2 separate regions of the Gossypium hirsutum genome follow, and region 1 is linked to region 2. A link is a contact called in public Hi-C data. All regions are on one chromosome and are shown on one strand. Each heading gives the region's core, a stretch centred on a gene start, on an enhancer-like site or on the middle of the called end of the contact. The rest is flanking DNA. Distances are from core to core; before and after follow the strand shown.

Region 1 (4,891 bases), core at 1,119-3,618, 200 kb after region 2:
ATTGATGACTTCATTACAAGTCGTGTCAATGACGAAGTTCCCCTTATCATCATACCCAACATTAAGAGATTTACTGGCGAGCTTTGCTTCTTTTTTCTCAATTTCCGCTACTGATAGGCTGCCATTGGTGACATCATTGTAAGTTGTGTCAAAGACAAGTTTTTGATTATCATCATGCCGAACATTAAGGGATTCTGTGGGGAGCTTTACTTCATTATGCTCAGCTTCAGTTACTAATACGTCGCCATTGATGATCTCATTGTAAGTCGTGTCAGTGACAAACTTTTTGTTATCGTCATGCCCAACATTAAAGGATTCTCTGGGGAGCTTCGCTACGTTTTGCTCCATTTCCACTATTGATACGCCGTCATTCATGACTTCATTATAAGCTGCGTTAATGTCAAACTTTCCATCATCATCCTGCCCAACATTGAAGGATTCTCTGGGGAGCTTCGCTACGTTTTGCTCCATTTCCACTATTGATACGCCGTCATTCATGACTTCATTATAAGCTGCGTTAATGTCAAACTTTCCATCATCATCCTGCCCAACATTGAAGGATTCTCTGGGGAGCTTTGCTTCATTTTGCTCAGTTTCCGCTACTGATATGCAGCCATTGACGACTTCATTATAAGCTATGTCAATGTCAAACTTTCCATCATCATCATGCCCAACATTAAAGTATTCTCTGGAGAGCTTTGCTTCGTTTTGCTTAGTTTCCACTACTGATACACCGTCATTAATGACTTCATTATAAGTCGAGTAAATGACAAACTTTCCATCATCATGCCCAACATTAAAGGATTCTTTGGGGAGCTTTGCTTCGATATCCTCAGGTTCAGCTACTAATACGTCGCCATTGATGACCTCATTGTATGTTGTGTCAACGACAAGCTTATTTTTATCGTAATGTCCAACATCAAGGGATTTTATGGAGGGCTTTACTTCGTTCGGCTTAGTTTCCGCTATTGATACGCCGCCATTGACCTTGTTATAAACTTTTCCGATGACAAGCTTTTTGTTATCATCGTGCCTAACATTAATCGATTCTGTGGAGGGTTTTGCTTTGTTCCGGTCAGTTCGCGCTACTGATACATCACCGTTGACCTGATTGTAAGTTGTGTCAACGACAAGCTTTTTGTTATCGTCATGCCTAATGTTAGGGGATTCTGTGGGGAGCTTTGCTTCGTTATGCTCAGTTTCAGCTACTGGCACATTGCCATTGATGACCTCCTCGTAAGCTGTGTCGACTGCAATCTCTTTTTCCTTGGTGTTTCGTGAACCCCAACGAGTTAATATGGAAGTTAATAGCTTCAACCATGAGATTACAAGGCTTAATCCCCATTCCAGAAATGGAACTTGCTTGATGATCACTGGGAATTCGTCTAAAATGTCATCAAATTTTCCAGGGAGGGTTTCGATGGTTTGGACAATCTCATCGACCTTGTCGAAAACATGTTTGGATGGTGGGAAAACCCTTTCAACCACATTTTCGAGTGCTAAGATACAATCATCCACAAAGAAGAATACGGCTAACCAGAATTGTTTCAAACAAAGGAGAGTACAGGAAACCATATTTAAGCTTATTGTTAGAAGCCATTTCGCCATTAATCCCAAGGGTTCGCTCAAGGCTTGAGCTTTTACGTAAGCTTTGTGAGAGATATTAATGGCGGACACTCCCCAGGTGTAAAATGGACGTCGTCTGCAATTCATTCTACTGCTTGTTGTTGAACCCTGGTCAAAATTTGGAGCCTGCAGACTTGGTTAGACTACTTCATATATAATTGAATAGATATATATATAGTACTCAAAGTACATATGTTTTAAATATAATCTATAATGAATACATATTTGTTTTTAAAAATCAATTATGAATTTAACAAACATGCTGAAATTAAATAAATTGGATTTGAGTGAAGAATAATACCTTTGAAGAGTTTCCTCCCCTGGAAAATTTAGTAATTAATTAAAAAATTATTTATATATATAAAAACAAATCTCTGGGTTTTTTTATATATATATGTATTAAAAAAGTTTTAAGATAAAAAAGAATTCCTCCCCTAAACCCTAATTAACCAATCTCTAATTTATATATTAAAAAATTTAAAATCTGGTGATATCTCTTGATAGAAAATCTAAAACATGAAAAAAAAATTGATGTCTGTGTTTGGGTTTTATTTTTTTTAGTATTACGCTAGTCGCGGTAACGAACGGCGGTTATAAAATTTAGCGGGAGCAATAGTCAACGGTTATAATCACTAAGTAGTCCCCACCATTGATAGTTGTTACAACGTGGCAAAATGCTAAAAGGCCACATTTCAAATTTCCTTTGCTCGTATAATTAATCATCAGCTTATTTTACTCCTTCGAGAAAATTAATATAAATATGGTTTTTTTCAGGTATATAAAAATTAAATGATCGGTTCGAATTTGAATAATATAATTATTTTAAAAAAAAAGTTTGGAATTGGAATTGGTTTCACTAACATTGGAAATTGAACCACGAACTTGAAAATATTCGGTTAAATTTGATGTTTTGGCTTTCAACTTTTCAAGCTCCGTCTCAAATTTTATTCATTGGTAAACTTTTTTTTCCTTTTTTTGGATGAAAAATACCTAAGTGTTCATCAATGGCTTATGTTTTAGACATTTGTTGTTAATTTTGATTAGAAGAAAAAGAAAAAGAAAAAAAAAAGACAGAGAGAAAAGAATGCCTAAACAGGAGATTTGGATTGGTAGCATTCAACCTCAGTTTTCGATTTAGTATTTATTTTTTATTCAACTTTTTGCTTTCAAAAAACTGCGATTTTATTAGTCTGTTTGGATAATTTGCTTGGTAAATTTGTTTTTAAGTTGGATCATATCATTTTCCTAAAATGGTGTGAATTGTCGGTGATGGGTTTACATTTTTTATCGCGATTGTAATAATATCGCCTTTTCCGTCTTTTTCCTGGGTTTTTTCCCCTTTCAACTTGATGAACTTGTTGATATTGTTAGAGCTCCAAAACATTTGATGATGGGCTGGAATATATGCTTATTTGGCATCAAATTTAAGTTTATAAGATGGTTAAACGCAGGAATTCCAGGTGATGGGAGATGTTTGTTCCGCTCGGTAATTCTTGGCGCTTGGTTGAGGTCGGGGAAGCAATCTCCAACTGAGAGATCTCAAAAAGTTCTTGCAGATGAGCTTAGATCTAAAGTACATTACTTTTTCTCTTGTTCACCTCTTTCATATATAATTTTCACCATTAATCTAGCACCTCATTCCATTTCTGGGAAAATTTCCTAGATTCTTAAATAACAGGTTTTGTTGTTTTCTGTATTAGTAGATTTGAGTGAATGTGGAATATGAATATCCATTTAACACAAATGCATATTCTTTATCATAATCTATATCCATGTTGGTGATATAATTTACATGTAATTGATTTTTATAGAGTTTCAAACCTATGTTACTAATAATTGATTTCGATAAGTAAATAGGGTTAAATTCCTTTTAACACATCAGTTCAAATCTTATTGATTTAATTTTTTCTCCCCATTTTATAACTTGAATTTATAAAAATAATAACAATAATAAACCTAGCGTTTCACAATTAATCTAGTTAATTATATAAATGTGAATTTTAGATTTCTAGATTCTAAGATGTAGCTTTAGTTATTTTATATTAAGCTAATTACAATACCATATGAATATATGTTTTATATTGAGTACACTCCAGTTTTGTTTTGTCATATATGTTTTTGATGATCATGTAAGTATATCTCATTACATCTCAAACGCGTATATTTTTTAGAAGAAAGCGAAAAACTAGATTAACATTGACTTGTTTAAATCAAGATCATTTGGTTTTTGTGTCAGCTGAAATGACTTCTTTTATTTTATTTTAATTCATGGATGAACTCAAAAATTGTGTTGAGGTCAATTCTTCGTTTTTTTTTTAAATAAAAAATAAAAAGAAGAAGAACCAAAAAAACCCCATCATTTTGTGCTGGCGTTACTTTGATTTTCCTTTTTCCCTTAGCAATAAAACATCACATGTTTTGACAGGTTGCAGATGAATTCATCAAGAGGCGGGCAGACACAGAATGGTAAGTCTTTGTTTAGTCTATTCATGGTATCATGGATCCATTCTAATTTGAAATGATTTATGTATTAAGATGAAAATTGCCCATATTTCTTATTGTTTTTTTTCTCACTTTTCCTTTCAGCAAGCACATTAAAAATCATTTTATTTCCACTTTCTCACTCTTCTCTTTCCCTCCTTAATCGCTTAATCAGGAACACCCTTAGTACTATATCTTGAGAGATAAAGGTGGTCAAAGACCTTTGAATTCTGTAACACTAAACATTACAAGCATTTGATAGGTTCGTGGAGGGTGATTTCGATAACTATGTAGTGCAAATGCGGAAGCCTCATATTTGGGGAGGAGAGCCTGAGCTGCTCATGTGCTCACATGTGCTCAAGTGAGTTTTCTAATTTTCATTTAGCTTTCTTGTTTCTCAAGGTGTGGTTTTAATTATATTTATATGTCACATATCAAAATTCATCAACAGGACCGCCATAACCGTTTACATGAAGGAGAAGAAATCTGCAAGTCTCAAAATTATGTCAGAGTATGGTCAAGAGTATGGTAAGGAAAACCCCATCAGAGTCATCTATCATGGTTATGGACATTATGATGTATTAAGGAGTCCAGTAAGTAGTGCCTCTTCTAAACAGTAAGATTCCTTATTTCCCTGTTTTTCACTAGTGTGTGTGTGTATATATAAAATATATATGTTCATTGCGCGTGCCATAAAATGTAATAAGGAGTGTTTCTTTTGGTGTGTGCTTGATAAATATAAAAGATCCTACACCTGAACCTGATCACCAAAATTAGAAATATA
Region 2 (4,916 bases), core at 224-2,723:
GAAAAGGAGACCCACCTATTCTGGCTGCCTTCCAAAAGAAACCACGGAACCTGCCAAACAAGCATATTACACCAAATTAGCTCCAATTCTCAACACTTCCTACCAATAATTTCTGATTCCAAAGTAGAAGCTATAAATATTAGAAACAAAAATGTTAATATAACCAATTGAGATACCAAAGAGAAAAGACAAAGAGGGCCAAGATTAACTGGAGTTATGCAACTTTAATTAATCTAAGCTCTTCATAGAGAAAGAAATCAAGAAGTTGAAGTTATCTAAGAAGATGCACATGATCAGAAAAAGAGAAAAAAGCCAAAAAAATTTCTTGTTAAGATTGAGAACTCTACTTCAAACTTCACCAATGCTAAACTTACAACTATATCACTGTGACTATATTTGTTGCCTGGCTAGATGCCACCCAAAACAGTCCATTTAATTTGCAAAATTGCATCAAACAAAATCAAGACATAAGACAATAAATTTGAATTGCTCAAAGATGAAATAAGGCAAAAATCAAAACCAGCATAGTTAGAAATCATCTGTTTTCCTTCTCTTTCTCTTTTAATTTCTTTTTTGCAATGGATGGAATATACAATAGAGGAAATCTAGCTCCACAAACATTTGGTTACAACATCAACTGCCCCAACATCCCCCATCTCAATAATTTTCAGTTCAACGTAGCTATTCCAAATTACAAATCTAACTCATCTATACGAACACAAACTAACTGTATGACTTAATCACATACAACTTGATTATAGTGGCAATCGCCCCAACATCCCCCATCTCAAAAGTTTCCAGCTCAAAGGCAGTTTTTCCAAATTACAAAGCTAAAACAACTACAAAACCACTACAAAACTAACTGCATGACTTGCAGACATTTAACAATTATGCCAAGGCACAAAATCTAGCATTCAATTGCCAAAATCAGTTCTGATTGAAATGAAAATACAAGCTTAAATCAACTACAAATATAGTAATGAGAACTATTCAACAATAAACGAATAAAATAAATAGAAGAAAATTAGAAAGAGAGCGAAAGGATATACCCAGTTCTCTGTTCAAGGATAGCTGGAAATTGCATCTTCAAGTAAGTGCAGGTGCAGATTCCCAATAGCACTACCGTTAAGAATGAATGGAAATTGAAGAGTGCCGACTGAAAGCGCACATCAGAAAATTAATTTTAACTTTTTACTGATTTCGGAAAATTAAAAGAAGAAGAAAGCGATTTCAACAAAATCGGAAAAATAGAAAGTTAGGGTTTTTCTTACCATGGCTTCGGGATCTTTCTTTGATTGATCGATTATCCACTTCAAATGCCCAGTAGCAAAAAGAAGGTAAAATTAAAAAAAAAAGAAAAAAAAAAGGCTTTGGATCAAAAATCAAAATGCAATTTTTATTGAAAGGCAATGAGGTACCAATTTTCCAGCTAGTGAGGATTAGGGAGTTTTTTTGGAATTATAAATTAGGGCAGCGAGCAAAAAGAAAAAAGGGAAAGCAAATCTAGAACTACTTCATTAACGAATCACGTTGCGCCACGTCAATACTCCACATGTCATTACTGAATAATTAAACATTTTAACCATCTTTGGCATTCCACATCATGTCCAGATAAGTAATCCTTGTTGGAAAATAGTTTCTATGTAATTATGGGTAAAAATAAGTAAAATAAAATGGATTAAAAATAAGTGGATTAAAAATATTATATAATTACATGGAAACTATTTTCCTAACAAGAATTACTTATGTGGACATAATGTGAAGTGCTGCTACATCAGATGTGATTAGTGAATTAATGGTTAGGTAATTAAAATATTTAATTATGATAAAAAATAATTTTTATTTGAGTGACCGAAATGAAAATATGAGTAATCAATTAAAAAATTTACCAAAAAAAATTAACTATAGACCCACATATTATAAAATTAAAGGAGAAAAGATAACACTTTTTTCCTTTTTACTTGGAGAAATAAACAAGCTTTATACATACCTATATTTAAATGCTTGGCAACATCATAATATATCATAAGTTGTTGTAATTGCACATTATAAATTTAAATAATTTATTTCTCATAAATTCTTGAGGGTAGACTTGTATGTACATTCATTTAATTTGGATTAAAATTTATTAGAAAAAAATATGTGGGATAATAACTGTAACGCTCCTAAATTTGGTCTAAAAGTTTAGACTGAATCTTAGAAGTTATATTGATCACTGAAGTGATCGTAGGAAAATTTTACAAAACAAGTTATCCCAAATTCCATTACAAACATATTTATCTCTTTACGAACTAAGGACATTTACCGCTTTAGATTTCAATCAGAAAAATTAAAGTTAAGTTAATTTATGAACAAAATAAGATTTACAAGAAAAATCAAAATAGAACCTGTACCACAGTTTTTACAAAACCTTACAATTCGAAACTGAATTAAAAAAATAAAAAAGAAGAACTGTTAATTTATTTTTTCACCGTGATTGTCTGAGACCTCCGCATACCGAGTCTAACGCCAGAATTCAGAAATGCACCTACAAGGGAAACACTAAGAGGGCTGAGCTACATGAGCTCAGTGTGAGTTCAAAACGATTAACAATAGATTTACAGAAGAGAACTCCAGATGGTAGTTTATTGGCAAAACATACCTACAAGGGCATGCAAAAGTAGAAAACAAACTTGGAACCAACGTTCTAGCACATGTAACAGTCAAGCAAACCAACTCACACACTGAATACTCAACACAAGCTTTATTTAGATAGACTGAATACGGTCAAATAATCTTACACCTAGAACACTTTAACAGATGCATATGAATGCAGTCAAGATTTAAAAACCCACCCATTCAACCAAAACACCTCTTCGTCCCCCGATCACAGCTCAAAAGAGCTGTTTAAGCTCATCCAACCAAACACACCACTAGGACCTTGAAGGCCCATCCAAGCCTACAGACCATGTATGTGGTCTAAGGACTTAAATAATAGTACGCAACATGGTTGGCGTATAAGCGGTATAGTGATTAGCATGCAGCAAAGCTGACGTATATGCAGTATAGTGCGGTAATCCGCTGTACGAATAAGTTACAGTAAAACTGCCAGATCAGATCAAAATCAGTCTTCCTTCTCTTCACAACCAACCCAAATATTTATTTATATAAGTGTATGTATGCATACAATCCCACAGAAACATTGAATGTATCAACAGACAGTTAAACACGTGCACACACACCAGGCTAACCGGGTTCAAAATCAGTCATCTCACACCACAGTCACAAATAACACATAAGCAGAGCACATAGCCACAAATACAAAGACATAATTACCCTTACTAAAGTCTAACCAAGGGTCGGAATACACAGATGCATTATCAGATAAAAAACATACACAAACTAAAATTGGTGACTTAAGACCACACGACCGTGTGTTCCGGTTGTGTGGAAAAACCTAGGCCGTGTGGGAGTCAAAACACCCATGTGTAGTGAGGCACATGGCCGTGTGGCTGAGGTATACGCTCGTATGAGCCAGGGACACAACCGTGTGAACAGGTCGTGTAACTCACTACTAAATATGCTAAAATAAGGTATAGAACAGACACGGTCTTCTTAAGGGTTTCACACACTCGTGTGCCCACCAGACATAGCCGTGTGTCCAAAACACACACACGTGTAAAATCCCTAAATCCCCAAATTAACAACATAGTCGTGTGGTACCAAATCACTAAATCCCTAATTCCCAAACACATACGCCTGTGTACCGAGGGGACACAACCATGTGAAAATTGACAAAAATCCCCAAATTGGCCACACGGCTGTATGGCACCAAATTTTACTCGAAAACTCTAATTCCTAATCATGCAAGGCCGTGTGGACCGCCCGTGCGGGGGCACACACCTGAGTGGTCACGAAACCACACCGAAATTGGTTACCGATCGTGCCTTTGTTGCCGAAACACTCTCCAATCCTTAACTACTCAGAAATATATCAAAATCACACCCAATTCTAAGCTATTCCACGATAATTTCCCCTTTTGAAAGATCAATTTCACAGGCACACAACGATTTCCAACTTCACAGAAACAAACCACAATTCATTAACAAAAATTTAAAAGGTTTGAAACCCACACCTGATTCGCAATCAGAGACATCCAAAACCTGACTTGATGACCAGGAAATCGAAGCTCTTCCAAAACCACAACCTCACAATTTTCAAAAATAAAGAAAAGAAAAAAAACAGAAGAAAGGGGAAGAGGAGAAGTCCAGAGAGAAAAAAATAAAAATAAATATAAATATAAATGATTATATATTAACTTAAAATCAAACTACTATTTAAAAAAACAAAACAAAATAAAAATACTTCTCCAAAATGCACTCTCAAAGACTCGAACCCAGAACCTTAAGGTACACTAACACTCACTCAACTACTAGACCAGCGAGCCCATTCTGACATTTAAACGCGCAACCAAACACAATAGCACAACCTATTCACTAACCCTAACCACAAACCTCAAAACTTCTAACCCAAAATTTAGGGTGTTACAAAAATTTATCAAATAAAAGAAAGTACACAATCTCCTATTATAAGTTGTCTCGTTAAAAACTTTTATTAAGAAAGTTTGATGAGACAAAACCATAGTTAAATGACAAGAATACGACTCTGCCTAATGGCAACATCACTTAATATTTTTGAGCCGACGCATTCCAATTTTATATGTTTCAACCTTTCAAATGTTGCAACTAGTAATAATTTGATAAATAGATTTGTTAAAGTATCATTAAAACAATTTTGTTGAACTTTAGTATCAAATTTCTTCTCAAGGTCATTAGTTAAATTTGTTTCATTGTCTCATTTAATACATCTTCCCTTTAACTGAGTTATACATGTTACATTATCTTCGTATAAGATAGCATGCATCTTTTCCTACAGAG

What was found. Hi-C and Micro-C count contacts between places; a contact is called where the count stands out from the background.
Region 1: a contact with region 2 is called in a Hi-C map of leaf, with 3 times the contacts expected there. The contact joins the promoter of LOC121219873 here to the promoter of LOC107886457 in region 2. A contact is called at or near these places in 2 of 34 Hi-C or Micro-C datasets (both in leaf).

What each region holds. Positions count from the first base shown.
Region 1 is chrA03:92,831,371-92,836,261 of Gossypium_hirsutum_v2.1, forward strand. It overlaps LOC121219873 (OVARIAN TUMOR DOMAIN-containing deubiquitinating enzyme 4), which reads left to right and starts at 2,369. Exons shown (of 6, transcript XM_041098472.1): 1 at 2,369-2,580; 2 at 3,087-3,199; 3 at 4,052-4,092; 4 at 4,370-4,468; 5 at 4,559-4,723. The coding sequence starts at 2,532.
Region 2 is chrA03:92,634,284-92,639,199 of Gossypium_hirsutum_v2.1, forward strand. It overlaps LOC107886457 (protein kish), which reads right to left and starts at 1,474. Exons shown (of 4, transcript XM_016810421.2): 1 at 1,272-1,474; 2 at 1,050-1,156; 3 at 16-50. The coding sequence starts at 1,274.